Regions from separate parts of the Xenopus tropicalis genome. Here region 2 is linked to region 1. The links are chromatin contacts, called in public Hi-C maps. All regions are on one chromosome and are shown on one strand. Each heading gives the region's core, a stretch centred on a gene start, on an enhancer-like site or on the middle of the called end of the contact. The rest is flanking DNA. Distances are from core to core; before and after follow the strand shown.

Region 1 (5,672 bases), core at 2,714-5,213:
CACTTACACCGAAATTATCATTGGAAACAAAACTATAAGCACTGGCAAATGTTTAGTGCTGCATGGTAGTTAGCACCTTAGAGTAGAACTTCTGCCTTGCAGCACTGGGGTGGTCCTGAGTTCAATCTCAGCCAGGGCACTATCTGAAAGGAGTCTGTATGTTCTCCCTGTGTCTGTCTGTGTTTTCTCTGGTTACTCTGGGTTTCTCCCACACTCCAAAAACATACAGGCAAATATACAGGTGTGAATGTGTAAAAATGCTGCGGAAATGTGTCAGTGCTGAATCATCAGATAGGGGTAAAAGTATTTTGTTTCTACCAGCTATCTGGCAATTCAGTTCTGAACATTAGTGGAATGGACGAACAATCCTTCCTGTGACCAATGGTTGCAGGTTAGATCATAATGTGTATATTATCATGAATTTATAAAATGCCAACCATGCCATGATTGCTAAAAATGTAAAAAAAAATAAAATAGCAAACTATATTTTATTTTCAATTAAAAAAATCTCATTCTAGAATATCTGTTTTTTCAGGGCACTCCCAAGCTTCAGAGTTGCTTTGTGTAAAAGTTATTGCTTGTGAAACACAAACAAGCATTCCACCATCTTTTCAGTTGCTAGTGGATGCATAAGTTCAATAGATGAGGCTGGCTGCTCCCACTCGTACAAACAAAAACAAATCTTCAGTTAAATAGGGTTCCATGTACAGAAAAACTTACACCATTATGCTTTACTAAAGGTTATCATTTCATTTTAACTTGGACAATATAAATGCCATTGGAGAGGGCATACTCTGCACGCAAAGAAATTTGTATAGGCTTAAGAAAGTTCATCACAGAAGAAAAATGTGCTTCATAAATCGACTCAAAATCTGTCACATGTTAAGTTTGCAAGTTTGATACTGTATCACCAAAGTACCTCTTTACATATATTCCTTTTTACCCTTTATCCTTCTACCTTCTGGCTTTGCATTCCATTATCACTCAATGTTGTTTTATTTTTGTGGCACTGCTAGCCCACAATTAGGCTCCTTCTGACACCAAACAGCATTAATAAGTGTTGCAGATACTCTGACCCTTTACAACAAGCCAAATGCCTGATATTTGCTGTATAAAACTGTATTTGTAAAAGTCACAAAAATAGTGGACAACATAAGGCGCCAGATTTAATTCAGCGAGAAAAAGGTTTATCGCTTGAAAACTGATAGACTAGATTCAATTTGATATGCAATTCAATGCAGAAAAACCTCAAGGTTTATTACATGAAAACTGGTGTAGTCTATGGGAAAAAATAGAACTAAATTAAGAAAAAAGTTTTTTCTCCTCAAATTGAATCTCATCCATAACTTTTTATGTGATAAACCATGAGATATCTTTATCTTAGTTCATTTGTTCCTTTAAGATGAGCAGTAAACATTTTAGGGGCACAAACAATCAAACTGAAAATGCAGAAAAAAATGTTAAAATGTAAAAATGCACAACATTGTGAAAATAAAATAGAAAAGTGATTGCACTGTGTAATTAGCTCTCTCATTAGTCTCAACAGTTTTGGGAGGAACAAGCTTTGACAATTTTTTTTTACTGTATTGTTTGTTTGTATATGTGTGTGCAAAAGTTCCCCCAGTCCTTATGATAGTATGTGTGTTTTTATGCTTGTGTCACATCACTTACTTGAGTGCAGGGTATGGTTGCCACCTATTCTGGGAAATATACCAGCCTTTCTATAGTATATTCTTATTTTTCTTTCTATTAAAAACACTGGCATCAAGCATAATTTTTATCAGACGGGTTTTATAATATTTGCCAGGTGGCAACCTGCAAGTGCTGTAGTGCTTATGCAAAGATGGCTGCATTAGTTGCATGAATCAAGGTACTTGTGTCCAAAGCAATTGTGAGTTTTGCTGCTAGTGCACCACACCAGTCTATTGGATGAATTGCATGCATTGCACCTACTGACACTGTGGAACCCTGGAGCTACCACCACCTCAGGTGGCGGTTGCTCCATGGTTTCCACAATAGCCTATGTCACTACGTTGTGACGAAAAACAATTTGCAGACATAATTTTAACGCCAAACACCAAACACAATGACAACATCCTGACCCAAGGATTGTGCAAATGTAATGATGTTGTCATTTCCTGAAAAAACACTGCATTCTGGTTGCAGTCTAAGGTTTTCACCCTGCACTTAAACTGGTAAATGAGAAAACATTTTATTGACATCATATGGTGTCCCATTATGCACATTCACATTACAGGATTTATTTGTATGTATACATAATGTATAGGTTTACTAGCTATTTAATGGGATATAGAATGTTAGTAGTTATATTTGTATTGTATTTTTATAGCAAATAGCTTACAAGCAACATAGCTGACAAGGTGCAGGTTAACTATGAGACAGGATTTTTGAGATTTCCACATTTTTATTGATAGAAACCAGCAGGTGAATGTTTGTCATTCCTCAGACAAGCCCAGTTTTGGTTCTATTTTACAAGATATTTAATGGGGTATAGAGCGTTAGTAGTTATTTTTGCATGAACATGGGTGGTTATAATTTGTTCTATGTATTGTATTATTACAGCAAAGAGCTTGCAAACAACATAGCTGATAGGATGCAGGTAAAATATGAGACTGAGGATGTTTGTGATTTCTAGATTTTAATGCTAGAAACCAGCAGGTTTATATTTGGCATTCCTCAGACAAGCCCAGTTTTGGATTCTGTCCCTCTCCAATTTTTTCATAAAGGGGACAATATTTATTGATTTTTCACTTAAGGTGACAACAGATAAGCCAACCAGGTATGCTCTCTGTCTGTTTGGCCTCAGTTGCAGCACACAATATGGCTTCATTTTTGTGAAGAACACAAAGAATCAGAATACCAGGCAGAGCTCATCTTCACTTCTTTATCTTTCAAAGCACCATAACCTGGCCAACATAGTACATCAGCAAAAACATTTTTCGACCCTGACAGATTTCCAAACTGACCGATATCTATAGTACACAAGTTGTAATTGTCATGTCCACCAGTCACTACTTTGTGTTCAACTGCACACTTGTAATTCACTAGTATAAGGAGTGGTAGATTTTTGCACTGAGGTTCTGTTACTGGCAAAAAGTTGAAAGGACAACCCTTTCAACCTTAGATTGGACCAACTGTGATTTAAACTAGGGATGCACTGAATAGACTATTTTCAGATTCTGCTGAACCCCGGATCCTGGCTATCAGGAGGGCCACAGCATACTGCTACTTCTTTAGTGGAGGGTGCATGTCTCATGGAAGACAATTATACCTAGTAAAAAATGTGTAAGGGCCCCGAAATAGACATTTATTGCGCATTTGGTGTGTGTTTCAGATGCATGTTTGAGAGGTTGGCACCTTTGTCTGGGGTGTGTGCGTCGGCCACGTGCTGTGCCAAGTCTTTGTACAAATAATCAATGTCATTTGGTAACATCATCGTGTCATGACGTTTCTGGTGAAGTGATGGGGTCAGAAGGGGATTATTGCTTGCCAGAAGCAAATCAGAAGGTTCTGCCCAGTTATTTCAATGTTGAAAACCAGGCAGAAGGTTTTGACTTGGACAGGAGCACCTAAAAACATCAGCTGATTGTTATATTACCTGTGTTTGTACTTAACAGCAGGGAACTGCATTCAGATCTGAGTTTTACTGCAGCTTCAGTGCATTTTTTTTAACATGCTGCATTTTTTGCACTTCATGCAACAATAAACCAGAGAATTGTGTGTTGATTCACAAAACTACAATTACAAAAAAAAAAAGCAAATAAACGCAGTATATGCGTTTTGATGCGATTAGTGTTAAACAGCCTTAAAAATACTGGAAACGGGTCTTATTCGTAACAAAACTTCAGCAGAAATCAGAAACTCGCTCCAACACAATGAACAAGAATGCAGTCTGATCTGGGAGCACAGAGACATGGGGCGGGACTTGGGCTGCTATTGCACACTTCTCCTGTCACTCACAGTAATGACAACTTCCTGTGGAAGAATGAAAGGACACGCCCAGCCCTCATTTCAGCCTAAACACCGAGTACGGAGGATATATCTCCTGATCTGATGTAATTACAGTTTTATGAGGTAAAACGCAATTTAAATCAATTTTTTTACGGGGCGATATACAGCTAAAAGAAGGAAGCATGTAGTGCTGGGAGATGAGGATGAATCAATATGTCTATCTTTATAGAAACACTACTGCTGTACACATATATGTAGTTGTTTTGTTTTAGACTGTCGGTGAGAGGTTACTTTAACCTTTTAAGCCCTGTGGCTCGGTTAACCTAGCTCTAAGAAATCATAGTGCCAGTATTCTATATTTCGGGTTGTCTCTTTGATCTCTGCTGTCCCTATGTCTAAGTGGCAACAGTCAGCAGGGCTGGAGTTGCTGGCACTGAAATGGTTAAAACTGGATTTGTATGCAATACACAGGCTGACTGTATTCAGCTGCAGTCTGACTCAAATATTTAAGCTGATTATCTAGTTGACATTCAGAGTATATACTTAAAGAGAGGGATGAAGTGGCAATACTTGCTCTTCATTTGTGTCTTGGTCTACAGAAAAACTAGGTTTTTTTTTTTCTCCGTAAATGGAACCCTGCACAGTGTTTTTAGTTATAGTAATATTGCTTTATGGTCTCCTTTGTAGTTTTATTTTGACAGATTTGATCAAAGGTTCATGGCACATGGGACCTTCTCTGTCATGCAAATATCACTTTAAACAACATATTAGGGATACGCCTGTTCCATTATTATTGTTTGAGCCCTATTTAAATATTTAGATTTTAGAAAAATTAAAAATGTCATGGTATGAACAAAAAAATTGTTGCATTTAGTCGTCCAGAGGTTTAAAGTGACATGACTTTGGGTTCAGATTGGCTGTATGCTAAGTGCAGAACATACAACAGACACTGATATCTAGTCGCTGGTATCATTCTATAAAACATGCTTATTAATTACGCTGTGTAGTGATTGTAGCTGTAAAATTCAGCATGAAAGTAAAAATCCCTTAAAAATCCTGCGTCAATATGGCCTTTGTGCCATTTACACCATTTTTATGCTGTTTTTTTTGCATTGGAATGTACTTGCCTCTACATCTTTTCCACTGACATTAATTGCTTATGTGAAGTCTTAAGGGTTTTAAAATACATTTACAAGTGTATGATATATTATCCAGATAAAGGATCTTTCCGTCTGTTAGATCACCACAACTTAAGTCTGCTTTAAAAATGTAAACATTAAATAAACCCAAAAGGGTTGTTTTGCCACCACTATGGGTTCATGCAGCTTAATCACCATCAAGTACAAGATACTGTTTTATTGTTATAGTAGAAAAAAGATAATCATTGTGAAAAATTTGAGCTATTTGCTTAAAATGCACAATAGGGGAGATGGCCTTTCTGTAATTTGGAACTTTTTGGATAATTGGTTTCTGGATAAGGGATCCCATAGCTGTATCAGGCAGCAAAAAAAACACACACACCTTTAGAAATACATGATTTATTGTTTACAGTTTGATTTCTGCTTAAATGATTTTACACAGTTTGATAATTTGGCTTGTGTGTGTAATAGTACATGGAGGGGGGGGATTGTAGCCTGAATGTTTTGTTGCTCTGGGTCCAGTGGTAAAGCACTTGCAATGACCTCCCGTTCATTCCTGTG
Region 2 (6,597 bases), core at 1,004-3,503, 110 kb after region 1:
TGTTCAGTATGCATTACCAAACTTTGGCAACATCCCCACAGGTTTAAAGGGACACTACCAAGGCAACTTCAGAAAGCAGAAGTGACACACATGTTTTCCTACTGGCAATATATATATATATATATATATATATATACTTAACTGCTAATGAGCGCACTCCAGGGTCTTTAGCTTAAAAAATTCGATCTTTATTTCAAAGTTGCCATCATATCTTGCCATGATATGATGGCAACTTTGAAATAAAGATCGAATTTTTTAAGCTAAAGACCCTGGAGTGCGCTCATTAGCAGTTAAGTATATTTGATATTTCCCAAGCGGCACCCGGGCACTATTCTACAGTAATCGTGAGTGCGGATCGCTTTTCTGAATATATATATATATATATATATATATATATATATATATATATATTGCACATAGACTCTCAGTGTTGCAGTAGCAGAGCTTGTCAAACATAAGTAGGTATTACTCACTTTTTTCCTTTGTATCTTCTTAGCATTATTAAACTTCTTAGTGACCTGATAGTGGAAACAGAATATTGTAAAATGAATGCACCTTTACCTATGTATAACCATAAGACACTAATGGTGAAATAATTTACCTGCTTCTGGAATACTGGGCTTCTTCCCCCTAGACATTAGTACCACAGGTATATGTCATGCATTTTGTCTATGGTCCATAGCCCTGATGGAGCAGGCTTTATTGGTGCACTCAGTATGAATAATGCACATGTCCCACCATTTATTTTTTTTTTTAAAAATCCACTATCACTATGAAGCCACAGCAATGCACATTACCACAAAAAGCATTTTTTAATAAACTATAAAATAATATGGAGAATCTGCTTCTGCAGTATAGATTTTTTTTAGCTTGAAAGCTTATCAAAATCTCACCAGCGCAACAGCTAAATATTGTGAGTTCAGCAGTTATTTTACAAATCATGAGACATACTTCACAATTCCTAGTATGAGAGAAAGCCCCCAAAATGCTGTGCTCGCAGTCCACCATATTTCAGACTTTGCACTAATAACTCCAGAGTCTGCGGCCCATGCTATGTGCTCACAAGGGTAATAGAGTTGATCAGATATGTTACTGAAGATCGAGATCCACCTGATGATTGGGTCTTTCTCCTGCATGAATGAGGGATAATTTAGATTTTTATCACCATCATCACCATGTAATAATAAAACAAATGACTTAATTCCTTTATTTTTAACTTCACAGATATTAAATGGTAAATTTGTGCTTAATATTTATTTTATATAAAGCACAGATATATACAAAAAAATCATGCTATGCATAACCATGACAGGGGAATAAATAACCTTCAGCCTGAATAAAACACCAATATCCAGAGGCGATTTGCAATCATCTTTTTTCAGTATTTAGCACAGTTGACAAACCAGGAGGGTAGAAAAAAGGGGGCTGCAGAAGTAAAGGTATATCCTGTTTGCTAGATGTAGTTTAACATTGTGAAAAAATTTAAAATCTGTCCCTTTAAACAACATAAGTATCAAATGGAGCCAATCATGTAAGTCTTCTTTGGCTACATATTGGTCAGATGTACCCACTGGACAGTAGTGTGTAAACGGTCATCTCACCTTTTTTCCCAAGCCATAATTTACAGAGTACGCGAGCATGGCAAGATCATCAAACAGCCGTAGAACTGTCCGGCAGTGGCTGAGCTGTGATGCCACAACCAGAAGGCTCTTTCCCCAGTTGTGATCCACCTCACTCTTGTTTGACATCACCCCACCCAGGAGCTGACAGCTGTAACATAGCGTTCTGACCTGAAATATAAATGTACAATGAGACCTGAAGAGCAGCCATTTTCTGCAATATCATTAACTATTAATCAGCTGGTGACTTGATGCAACTAGTGAGGCTCGTTTAAAGTGCACCAACTCTTATCCTGCCTGGCTGCATGTGTCTTTGAAAGTTTCCTGCAGCCTCTTGGCAGTAGTTCCTGAGTATAACTGCAATAGATGCATTTTAGCTCAATCATGCCTGTTGCCCTGGAGAAGTTATAAACTCACCACTCTGTCTCTCCCTCTGTAAGATTCCAAGACATTTACAAGACCAGACACTGCAGCAGCAGCAGCCATTGCAACAGCTTTCTGTAGAGAGCAGGGCAGAGGTAACAGGGTCACAAGCAAAGATCAAAGAGCTACAGTGATAGCCACAGATAAATAAGTGATATGTTGCAACAACCAGGAATACGTCAGCCACTCCTACTTATCCCTTTGCATTCAAGGATCTGCCTCCTACATATCAACACTATTTCTGCGAGTTAACACCATCACACTGCAGCCTCGTCAGCTTCTTAACTTCTGTGTTCCAAACCTCACTCTGGTTCTCTAAACTCCACCCCCTCCATGCTGCCAATTCTTAAAGGGAACCTGTCACTTTCCTACTGTTAACACTTATCACGTACAGAATAGGCTGAGTGCGGTGAATACAAAAGAAGCCCCATAAGGGCTGTGTGGGTAATAGGCCGGATGAAATCAGTCTGGGGGGGTTTATTAATTGATACACAATGGCATACCCCCCAACTGTCCCGCTTTTCGCGGGACAGTCCCGCTTTTTATGGCGCATCCCGCTGTCCCGGATAGTTCCATGAATGTCCCGCATTGCGCTTGCTGTAGCCGGATGTTCTTGCTTCTTCTGCGGCTTCGTTATGCCTCTCCTTGTGCAGCGCGACAGGCCTTTTTATAAGGTTGCGCCTGTGGGTGTGACGTCATTACGCAACCTTATAAAAGGGCCTGTCGCGCTGCACAAGGAGAGGCATAACGAAGCCGCAGACGAAGGCTGCGCCTATGGGAGGTACTGTGAATGGGGGACACTGTGTATTGGGGGGTACTGTGTATTAGGGGCTACTGTTTATAGGGGCACTGTGTATTGGGGGCTACTGTGTATTGGGGGCTACTGTGTATAGGGGGCTACTTTGTATAGGGGGCTACTGTGTATAGGGGGCTACTGTGTATAGGGGGCACTGTGTATGGGGGCACTGTGTATGGGAGACTACTGTGTATTGGGGGGTACTGTGTATTGGGGGTACTGTGTATGGGGGGCTACTGTGTAAAGGGGGCTACTGTGTATGGGGGGGCTACTGTGTATGGGGGTACTGTGTATGGGGGGCAAAACTGGTACTTAGTTATAACTCACTTATAACTGACTGTCTTCTCTCTATACTTGTATTTTAATGTAGGAGTTGCTATATTGTTTTCCTTAGGTCGTTCAGTATGAGGGTATAGCACATTTTCGTCTGCGCCCGCCATTTGATCTATGTAAAAGGGGTATTTTTTTAAAATGGGGTGTGGTAAGTGGGGCGTGGCCACAAAAGGGGGCGCACGCCAAATCTTTTTGTCCCTCTTTTCATTTTTCAAATGTTGGGAGGTATGCAATGGGTGATGGGAAATAAGAGGCTGACTGCAGTGGCTACAAAAGAAACCCCATAAGGGCTGTAAGCTGCCGGAAGAAACCAGGCTCTGTGGGGGCTTTTTGTTGATTAGAAAAGAATAGGGTGCTGGTAAGGCACTGAAATAGGGAAACTAGTCTGGGGGTTAATTTTATTGATTATAAAACAATAGGCCCCTGGGGGAGCACTGAAACAATTTGGGAGGTATTTTAACAATAGGCTGTTTAGGAGGTGGGGAAAAATCTGGGGGAGGGATTTGGTGTATCAAGGGTACGTAACTTGTGTTTTTTCTTCCACCCTCCCTCCCTAAGTTTTTCTAGGTTAATATAAGCATGAAATACTGCTTAGCAGCAGGAGAGAGGCGGCAATGCGGGCCCCATATGGTGGTTGGCAGGGCCTGGAACTGTGCGGGGGCAACCGCTGGGAATCCACCTGGCACGGATTCTGCTTTCTGGCCTTGGGGATAAACCAAGCAAAGCCCATTTTAACAGAGGGGCAACCACTGAGGGGCTCACTGGCACTGGTTCTGCTTCCAGGTCAACGCGTATCCCTACAGGAGAAGCCCAAATGTGTTTTTGGAGGGGCAACCACTGAGGGGCTCACTGGCACTGGTTTTGCTTCCAGGCAGGAATCCCTACAGGTGAAGCCCATATATGTCTATTATGACAACTGGTGGTGGGCCTGCCATTTGCAATGGTGCAAATTGTGTTCTCCCTTAAATGGGAATGATTTGGGGCCCGCATTTTATTCAGTGAATTTATAGTCAAAATTTTTAATAAACATGACCTCCCCCTTTTTTCCAAAAACTAATTATGTTGTCTGAGTGGTTATTATGATTACTGTCTTATGATAGAAGTTGGTTGTTGGGGGTTTTGCTTTAGTGATAAGAGACCAATTACATGCTAGAGACCTTAATGTGTGAACTGGGATTCCAAATTTGCCCTGGTATTTCCAAAACACAAAGGCCCAAACAGACCCGCAGGCCCACTAAACAGTGACTGTCCATGGTATCTTACAGCAGCCCTAGGGTGGCACCTTTGTTCAGTTATAAACTTTGACAAAGGGGGCATGTGATGATGTCTGTGGTATGCGGTGCCGATGTCATCACGCAAACCATCTCCGGCGTCATGTGATGACGTGATTACCTTGGAGACGGGGTTGTTACGTCCGCCAAATACTATTTAAATGGTTTCTGCTATGTTTTCTGAATGTTGAAAACCAGTCAGAAAGCTTTGACCCGGACAGCCCCTTGAAGAACCAGGCTGACAGGTTTAACTCTTTTACTGCCAACGACGTATGGGATACGTTGTGGCAGTAAAAGGGCTTAAATGCCAACGACGTGTCCCATACGTTGTTGGCATTTAAGCGCTGCTCTCTGCAGCTTCTAACAATGACAGCCCCCCTGGGCAATGTGCCAGGGGGGCTGTCATGAGGGTCCTGCGATCGATCGGGTCGCAGGACCCTCCAGGAAGCAGCAGACGCGATCACATTGCGTCTGCTGCTTCCTGCTTCCTTCTTCCCCCCCAGCGCCGGCCCAACTGAAGAGGAGGCGATCGGGTCTTCAGGACAGGTAAGGACTTTTTTTTTATTCTTGCATTTACACACTTTTGACACACATTTACATACATTTATACACACTTACATACATTTACACACACTTACAGCACACATTTTAGCATTTTTTTTTCATTTTTCACACTTTTATACACTTATTTACACTCATATACACACTTACACACTATCACACAACTTTTACACATGTACACACATGTATACACAAACACTTTGGGTTTTTTTTGTTTTTTTTTTAATTTTACCACTTTGTTTTTAGTTTCTTTTACCTAAAAACTGTTTATTTTGACAGCGTGACTATTGGATCAGATATTCTGACCACCAAAAATATATGGTTTTGTGGGGGTCACTGTATAGTTAGGGGAAGTTTTGGCACATAATACACTGACAGGGGGCTCTGTGCAAAAGCTGGGTTTGCAGGCGAGAAATCCATATGCGCTATTTTCATTTTGGGTTCAGTACATACCGCAGACTTTGGTATATCTATGCATATTGGGCATCAAACTGTTCAGTAGACCTCTGGTGTTCCTATTTGGGGTGACTTGCCTTTGTACGCAAGAAATTGTGTGAGATAAATGCGGCAAATTGCAACATTTTTAGGCGATTTTCTGAAATGTCATAAAAACCAATAAATTTAGGAAAGCTCTGCAGATTGGTACTTTGGTGTAGAAAGGACTCTTTACCCTTGTTGGATTTGTCAGAATGTGTACTTTCCAAAAATATATGGTTTTGTGCGGGTCTCTGTATAGTTAGGGGAAGTTTCGGCACATAATACACTGACAGGGGGCTCTGTGTGCAAAAGCTGAGCTGGCAGGCGAGAAATCCTTATGCGCTATTTTAATTTTGGGTTTAGTACATACCGCAGACTTTGGTATATCTATGCATATTGGGCATCAAACTGTTCAGTAGACCTCTGGTGTTCCTATTTGGGGTGATTTGTCTTTATTTGATCTTTATCAAGAAATTGTGAGAGATAAATGCGGCAAATTGCAACATTTTTATGCGATTTTCGAAATGTCATAAAAATCTGCAAACTTAGGAAAGCTTTACAGCTTGGTACTTTGAACCAAGAAGAAATGTTTACCCATTATAGATTCGGGGGGATGTGTATTTTCCAAAAATATATGGCTTTCTGGGGTGAGTGTACTTTTTTTGTAGCATTATCCCACATATAATGATGTAAATGTGTTGATTTTGCAGGAGCTGAAATGATAGATCATATGGGGGTATGTTCCCATTGGGGCCCCTACATGCCACATACTTAGGTAAACCTATACATATTGGGCATCAAACTGTTCAGTGGACCCCTGGCGTTCATATTTAGGGTGTTTTATCTTGGTACCTAATGCTATGTGGGAGATAAGATGCTGCAAAGTGGAAGCTTTGAGGGGATTTTTGGAAATGTCATTAAAATTGCTAACTTTAGAAAAGCTGTGTGGCTTGGTACTTTGGAGTAGAAAGACATGGGTACCCATTTTAGATTCGGGGGAATGTGTACTTTCCAAAAATATATGACTTTCTGGGGTGAGCGTACTTTTTACTAGCTTTATCCCACATATAATGATGTAAATGTGTTGATTTTGCAGGAGCTGAAATGACAGAAATGA

The links. Hi-C and Micro-C count contacts between places; a contact is called where the count stands out from the background.
Region 2: a Hi-C map of neurula embryo shows a contact between it and region 1, with 3 times the contacts expected there. The contact joins the promoter of pex11g here to the enhancer-like site in region 1. A contact is called at or near these places in 3 of 5 Hi-C or Micro-C datasets (brain, gastrula embryo and neurula embryo).

What each region holds. Positions count from the first base shown.
Region 1 is chr1:103,175,643-103,181,314 of UCB_Xtro_10.0, forward strand. All of the region lies in intron 10 of arhgef18 (rho guanine nucleotide exchange factor 18), which reads left to right. Among named protein-coding and RNA genes, the nearest start is that of arhgef18, 60 kb to the left of the region's middle. Within about 2 kb of position 3,964, at least 8 of the 11 cell types and tissues checked have an H3K27ac peak or open chromatin away from gene starts, as enhancers often do. A contact at or near this core is called in gastrula embryo and neurula embryo, where this site is marked.
Region 2 is chr1:103,289,393-103,295,989 of UCB_Xtro_10.0, forward strand. pex11g (peroxisomal biogenesis factor 11 gamma) reads right to left here and starts at 2,254. Exons shown (of 4, transcript NM_001079302.1): 1 at 2,037-2,254; 2 at 1,602-1,790; 3 at 474-1,130. The coding sequence starts at 2,105. The coding sequence ends at 939. All of the region lies in intron 1 of b4galt1l (beta-1,4-galactosyltransferase 1), which reads left to right.